Regions from separate parts of the Pan troglodytes genome. Here region 1 is linked to region 2. A link is a contact called in public Hi-C data. All regions are on one chromosome and are shown on one strand. Each heading gives the region's core, a stretch centred on a gene start, on an enhancer-like site or on the middle of the called end of the contact. The rest is flanking DNA. Distances are from core to core; before and after follow the strand shown. Region 1 overlaps PRKAG2 (protein kinase AMP-activated non-catalytic subunit gamma 2). Region 2 holds the start of RHEB (Ras homolog, mTORC1 binding).

Region 1 (3,631 bases), core at 899-3,398, 230 kb after region 2:
ACAATTTGAGCATCAAAAACTTGATAATGAAGACACGGAATCAACCTAAATGCCCATCAATGACAGACCAGATAAAGAAAATGTAGTACATATGTGCTGCGGAATATTACACAGCCATAAAAAAGAGATCATGTCTTTTGAGGGAACATGGATGGAGCTGGAGGCGATCATCCTTAGCAAACTAACACAGGAACAGAAAACCAAGTGCTGCATGTTCTCACTTATGAGTGGGGGCTAAATAATAAGAACTTACGAACACAAAGAAAGAAACGACAAACACTGGGGGCTATTTAAGAGGCAGAGGGTGGGAGGAGGGAGAGGAACGGAAAAGATAACTATCGGGTACTGAGCCTAATACATGATGAAATACGTGGGTGATGAAATAATATGTACAACAGACCCCCATGACACATCTTTATCTATGTAACAAACATTCACTTGGACCCCCAAACCTAAAATAAAAAAATTTTAAAATATTTGATAATGAGAAATAACATGACACTGAATAGGATACAAATCCATGAGTCCATAGATACACACACAGGGAGAGAAGAAAAACCTGTTCTTTAAAGTAGCATTCCAACCAGTCAATGTAGAATTCATGATAAATTTAGAAAATCACCTTTTGGTAATTACTATAGTAACAATTCAGGCAAGAAATACGTATCAATCCTAAAACTAGCAAGTGAAAGTTTGATGAGAAAGAAGACATTTACACAATCCCAAAGTAGGTCTCCCTGAAGCCCTGACTGGTGACAAGGGGGAAAGTAAGCCCTTTATTAAAGTAGAGAACTTTATGGTGGCAGACGCCCCCTTCACCAAGTGACCGGCATCCACTTCACCGGAAAGGTGTCGCGGCCGCATCGGGTGCCCCTGCTGGGATGCAGAAGCCCAGGGCAGCCCACGGATGGGTGGGTGCCCACCTGAGGGCGGAGGCTGGCTCTGATGGTGAGGAAATGTCGAAGGGCAGGTGACACAAGAACTGGCCATTGTCCTCCTGAAAAGTGCTCAGGTCGTGACAGATGAGACAGGACTGAGGAGCTGTTCCAGATGAAGAGACTGAAGAGAAAGGACAACGAAACAAAACGCGTGGCTGGGGGTCTCCTCTTCCAAGAAATGACGCCCCTGAGACAAGGCACAAAATGTGAATGAAGCCTGCAGCTTAGCTGATAGCATGATATTAGTGCTGATTTCCTGATTTTGACAATTATACTGTGGTTAGGAGAATGACCCTGTTTTTATGAAACATCCACTGAAATATTTAGGGGTAAAGGGATATGATGTCTGCAAATTCCTCTCAGGGGTTCAGAGTTCATATAAACACACAGTGAGAGATCGTGAGAAATGAGATATGGGCAGATCTGGTGAAATGCTAACATCGGGCAATCTGGGTGAAAAGGATATGAGAACTCTTTGTATTATTTTTGTGACTTTATGTTTGAAATTGTCAAAATAAAATGTTATTTATTATTTAATAATTGTTTTTTTAGAGACAGAGTCTCACCATGTTGCTCAGGCTGGTCTCGAACTCCTGGGCTCAAGTGACCCATTACCTTGGCCTCCCAAAGTACTGGAATTACAAGCGTGAGCCACCTCGCCCAGCCCTAAAGTGTTATTTTAAAAAAGGAATTAAGAAATACAGGCTGAGCAGTGGCTTGTGCCTATGATCCCAGCACTTTGGGAGGCCAAGGCAGGAGGATCGCTTAAGCCCAGGTGTTTGAGACCAGCCTGGGCAACATGGCAAAACCCCATCTCTACAAAATATTTAAAAATTAGCCGGGCATGATGGTGCACACCTGTAGTCGCAGCTACTCAGGAGGTTGGGGTGGGAGAATCGCTTGAGTTGCAGTGAACTGTGATCGCACCACTGCACTCCAGCCTGAGAGACAGAGCAAGACTGCATCTCGAAAAAAAGAAAAAGAGCTGCAATGGGCCTGTGTGTTAAGTAAGAGCATGTGTTAGTGCTGCCTTTTACTGTCTCCCAAGGTGGGAGCATCACCGAAGCAGGCCCTGAGAGAACTAGAGGACTCTAACTCGCTGAGGGCAAGGAGATTCTTCCGGGAATTTTTCGTTGGCTTCTCCCAAATAATAACAACAGCCTGGACACAGGATGTGCAGGCCAGCCCTGGCTGGGGACGTCTTCCAGGCTGGCGCCAGAGGGCGCTGTCCCCAGGGACCACATGGGGTGCCAGGCCACATAACTCTGCAATGTGTTGGCTGAACTTTTCAGGAAACTTGGATGCCGCACATACTTTTCCTTTCTTTGTGGGCAGGCAAGATGAGTCACGTTTTTCTGGAGTCTGCTCAGCCCCAGTATTCAGACCTCATCAGCTGCCCTGGTCCGGAAGGCTCCAGCTGTGGCCAGTGAGCGGGGGGCCCAGGGTGCCCGCGTTGGCTGGGCCAGCACTGGGGCTTAGGGGCAGACTTGGGCAAGCCAGAGTCAATCTTTTTTGTCGGGTACAGGGTAAAGCTCACAGTAATTCTGGATCATGGCAACATTTGGGGACAGACCCAGGGCCCTTTGTACAACTCACAGGGCACAGCCCTGAGGGAGGCTGGGCTTTGGCTTCATATAGTCCCTGTTCTCCCGCCCACCCACCCCCCTCCGCCGCACCTGACTCCCCACCACCTCTCCAGGCCCTACCTTCGAGTACCTCACTCTCCAGCACTTCGAGCTGCCCCTCACTCCCCAGCACTTCTCCAGGCCCTACCTTCGCGGTCCCCTCAGTTCCCCTGCCTCCCTTCCTTCCGAAGTCCACTGTGGTATTGGGAAGTTGGAGCAGCGACCTGAAGGAAGGGACCCCACCTGTGTCTATCTGCAGGAAGGGTCGCTGCAGGCTCTCTGAGAGGCAGGCTCTGGGATGGAAATGAGCATGTTGGATGTACATCAGGGAGTGCTCTTGGGCCTGACAAAGGGGCGATGGAGACCCCGTGAAGCCCCGACAGAGAGTTCTGAAGCCCGGATGCCCCTTCAGAGCTGTCCTGAGCGGGGGTCGGGGGCTGGTCCTTTATGTACATCGGCCGGTTATTGGGCGTAGGCCGGCTCTGGGAGGGGCTGAAGGCTGGCGAGGTGGCGCTCCTTAGCTGAGGGCCGTCTGTCTGTCACACCCACAGCTGGGAGTGAGTTCCTCATTCTTGAAGGAATCGGGAATCTGGGAGGCACGGCACAGCACAGCCTCAAGGGCGTTCTGGCTCCAGGGTGTTTTCTAGCAGAGGGCCCAGGGACATGCTCAGCATCTCAGGGTGTTTCAGGCAGAGGGCCTAGGGGACATGAGCCTGAGCAGAGGAAGACAGGGGGTGGGTGTGCACAAGACACAGTCAGAGCCAGCCCAGGGTGACCTCAGAGGACCTCAGAGGCCATGTGTGGTGGGGCTTGGAGTTTAAATTTAAATGTGCTGGGGAGGTGTCAAGGGGTTGAACAGGGGATGACATGATGGGATTTATGTTTTAAAAACAGGAATTGGCAAATTACTACCCAATGGCCCAATCCTGCTGGCCACTTGCTTTTATAAATACTTATTGGAACACAGCTGCACCATTAGTTTATACTTTGTCTATGGCTTCGTAGTTGCAAAAGAGACCACGTGGCCTTCGAAGTCTAAGACATTTACCATCTGGCTTTTTACAGGAA
Region 2 (3,515 bases), core at 94-2,593:
CCAGAAAACCGCTCGTTCTGTGACACCCCGTCCGCCCCCCAACCCGACCCTAAGCCACCTTATTCAGCAATAAGGCGACTGCTAGGAACTGTTTCAAATGTATGTCAACCTTTTGGGGGAAGAAAAAGAAAACAAAAAGACTTTGGAATTACTTCTACAGCCTGGTTGCAAGTACCTGACCTTATTCCTTCCCGAAGAAAAATAGGGCACCGAGAAATCAGACATTCCTTTTTCTCTGTCTTCCTACCCAGGCCGCCAGCAGCATCTCGAGGGCCTCCAGAGGGGCCTCTTTTGGGGGATCGCCTAGGTTTCCTATGCAGAAAACTTGCGTTCAGTGCCCAAACGTCCTCTAAATCCCTAGTTTTCTTTACAAGGGTAAACTTCACCACAGATGCAATGAAGCTGAGGTGCTGCTTCCTTTGTTAAAATCCCACGGACTTTCTTTTCCTTACATCGGGGGCGGGGTGGGGGAGACCGCCAGCCCCGGTCACGCGCGCCGGCGGCGAAGGCGGGGAGGCAGGTGTGACTCCCTCGCGGCAGCCTCTAGCGCGGCTCCCCGGCGCCGCCTCACTTCCCCAGACCAGACCCGGACTCCTCGGCGGCCGACGGCCCCCGCCCCGCGCCTCCCACGCCCTCCGCCCGGCCGCCACCTGCCCGCCCGGCCCGCGGAGGGCGCCCAGCTACCGCAGCTCCTCCACCGGCGCGGACGCCGCCCCGACCGCCACCACCTCCGCTCAAAATGGTGGTTACGAAACGCGCGGCCCCCGCCCGCCCCGCCACATGGCCGCGCCGGCTCCAAACTTCGCAGGCCCGGCCGCGACCCGGCTCCCAGGCGAGGCCCCGGCGGCGCGAGGAGGCCGCGCGGCCACCGGCCACTCACCCACAGACCGGTAGCCCAGGATCGCGATCTTCCGGGACTTGGACTGCGGCATCTTGGCGGCCTCCTCAGCCCCGGCCCAACCACATCAACCGCGGCGGCGGCGGCGGCTCCTGCTGCTGTGATCGGCGGCGGCCGCGCCGGGAGAGAGCGGCATACAGAGCAGGGGCGGCGGCGGGCGCGGCTGCCTCTCGCTCGCTAGCTCGCGCGCTCCCAACCGCCCGGAACCGACCGCGCGGCGGCGCCCCTCCCCCCCACAACACGCCCACGTGACCGGCCGGCGTCAGCACCGCCCCTCTTCGCGCCGTGGCCCGCCGCCTCCGCCCCCCGAAATACGCGGGGGTGCGTCGGGGCGACGTTTTACTTTAAAGGCAAAAAAAGGGGACGCCGCGATGCCCCCAGAAAAGTCACGACTGAAACTCGCTGCGTCATGACCCTCCCACCTTCTTCCGCCGCTTTTTAATTACGCCATTCTCCCCGAGCGCCGATTGGACAGCTCCTGCACAGCCGCGCGATGACGTGTCGGAAACTCCATCTCCCATTGGGGGAAACAAGGAGGCGGGGAGGGGGGGGGGCGGGGCTGCCCGCCCGGGAGCTAAAAATACACCGCGCTGCTACCGCGCTGTTGGGCGCCGGCTAGGTTTGAAGGCTTCAAACTTCCAACCGGTTAGGGGCGGGCGGGAGAGGCGGAGAGACAAACGGTGGCTCCCTGGTGATTGGCCAGAACGGAGCGCAGGGCGGGGCAATAGGTGGGAGGTGCGGTGATTGGCGAAACGCTAAGCGGTTGGCGGGTTCGCGCCCGCTGAGCCCGTGAAGGGCGCGAGGCGCGTGGCCTGGGCGGGTGGCGGGTGGGCTGGCTCCTCCCTCGGGGTTTTTTTGAAAATTCCCCTTGAGCTGCGTTAGCGTTCGTGTCTGGGTTTGAGGATGTAGTGGTGACTAAGCGTCACCGACGGCCGAAGGACTGTGGGAAGCATGGAGTCTGCGTTAATTGAAAGTGTTAGGAATTTCATTAAAAACAGGGCGAGCCTCGTCAGTTCTGGTGTCCGCTTCGCTTCGCGCGGAGCTCGGCGCACCTCCTGGAACAGCGCCGGGGCGGGAAGCCGGTTCTCCGCCAGCACCGGGGCGGCTGGTGCGGCGGGCAGGCCCGAGCCGGGTGCCAGGAACGCCTCGGGCCGCGGTGTGGACGGGCGGAGACCGTGGTGTGGGCACAGCCTTCCCAGGGGTGCAGTGCAGAGGGGCGCGGGAAGGGAAGCCCGGCCGGGAACGCAGGTGCCGTTGAGGGACCAGCCTGCAGGCAGGCCCGGCGTGGTGGCTGCTGGAGGGCTTGGCACTTGCCGAGTTAGCAGAGACTCCGCCGCGCCGGGGAACCCGCCCCTATTCTGCCCAGGCTGTTTGGCAGTGGGGACCTGCAGAGGCCGGGCATGGCCCTTCGCCCTTTCCCAGTGATCGGTGGGGAGGAATGAAGCCAGGGGAAGCTGAGTGGCAGGCCTTGTATTCCAGCGTAGGAAGGTTTAGAGGTGACTGGAGTCGAACTGGAACACCCAACCCAAGAGCGACTCCCTCCAGCTTTCCCACGGAAGCACTCCGATGAGGGGCTGGGGTGTGCATTCTTGTCCTCGGGGATCTACAGATGGAAGCCCCAGGCAGCCAGCCAGAAGTGATCAATGTCTGGAAGTTCTATGTTTCCATGAAATGTTGAGGTTTACGCTATAGTTATTTTAAGTATTTTAAAATAAAGGTCTTAAAATGCACTCTCCTGTAAAATGTGTCGTTTTTATCCTGTGGATTCGGATACCCTCACCACCGTGTTTTTGAACAGATGCTACTAAATTCCTTGCATTATAAAATCAGTTTAGTTTTACCTTTTTTTAAAAAAAATAGAACAGAATAGAAAACTGCGTTATGCATAGTAAGGGTAAGTATGTGTCCTCATTAGTACAGTGGTGAGTTTAAAAAAATGAGTAAGGGTAAGTTTGTGTAAGTGCACGTGTAGATATATATGTTTATAGATATGCTATATATGTATTATTGCATGTTGGGCTTTACTGTAGTTTCTTTTTTTTTTTTTTTTTTTTGAGACAGAGTCTCTCTCTGTCGCCCAGGCTGGAGTACAGTGGTGCAATCTCGGCTCACTGCAAGCTCCGCCTTCCGGGTTCGCGCCATTCTCCTGCCTCAGCCTCCCGAGTAGCTGGGACCACAGGCGCCCGCCACGACGCCTGGCTAATTTTTGTATTTTTAGTAGAGATAGGGTTTCACCATGCTGGCCAGGATGGTCTCGACCTCTCGACCTCATGACCCACCCGCCTCGGCCTCCCAAAGTGCTGGGATTACAGGCGTGAGCCACCGTGCCCGGCCTCATTGTAAAGTTTCTTACAGTGGGTTGCTTCAAAAAGTTTGAAAGCACTGCCCTAGCCTGAGAATATTGGTAATCCAGATGTGAAGCACAGTTGTAAAGGACAAATTCATTCAAAAAGTTTTCCAGGCTGGGCGCGGTGGTTCACACCTGTAATCCCAGCACTTTGGGAGGTCGAGGCAGGCGGATCACGAGGTCAGGAGTTCCAGACCAGCCTGGCCAACATGGTGAAACCCCGTCTTTACTAAAAATACAAAAATTAGCCAGGCGTGGTGGCACATGCCT

The links. A called contact is a pair of places that touch in the nucleus more often than the background predicts.
Region 1: a Hi-C map of stem cell-derived neural progenitor cells shows a contact between it and region 2, with 2.4 times the contacts expected there. The contact joins the enhancer-like site here to the promoter of RHEB in region 2. A contact is called at or near these places in 1 of 7 Hi-C or Micro-C datasets (stem cell-derived neural progenitor cells) and 1 of 1 datasets of contacts at active chromatin or transcription factors (stem cell-derived excitatory neurons).

What each region holds. Positions count from the first base shown.
Region 1 is chr6:166,773,108-166,776,738 of NHGRI_mPanTro3-v2.0_pri, forward strand. All of the region lies in intron 3 of PRKAG2 (protein kinase AMP-activated non-catalytic subunit gamma 2), which reads right to left. Among named protein-coding and RNA genes, the nearest start is that of PRKAG2, 120 kb to the right of the region's middle. Within about 2 kb of position 2,149, at least 7 of the 24 cell types and tissues checked have an H3K27ac peak or open chromatin away from gene starts, as enhancers often do. A contact at or near this core is called in stem cell-derived neural progenitor cells, where this site is marked.
Region 2 is chr6:166,539,351-166,542,865 of NHGRI_mPanTro3-v2.0_pri, forward strand. RHEB (Ras homolog, mTORC1 binding) reads right to left here and starts at 1,344. Exons shown (of 8, transcript XM_519513.6): 1 at 881-1,344. The coding sequence starts at 932.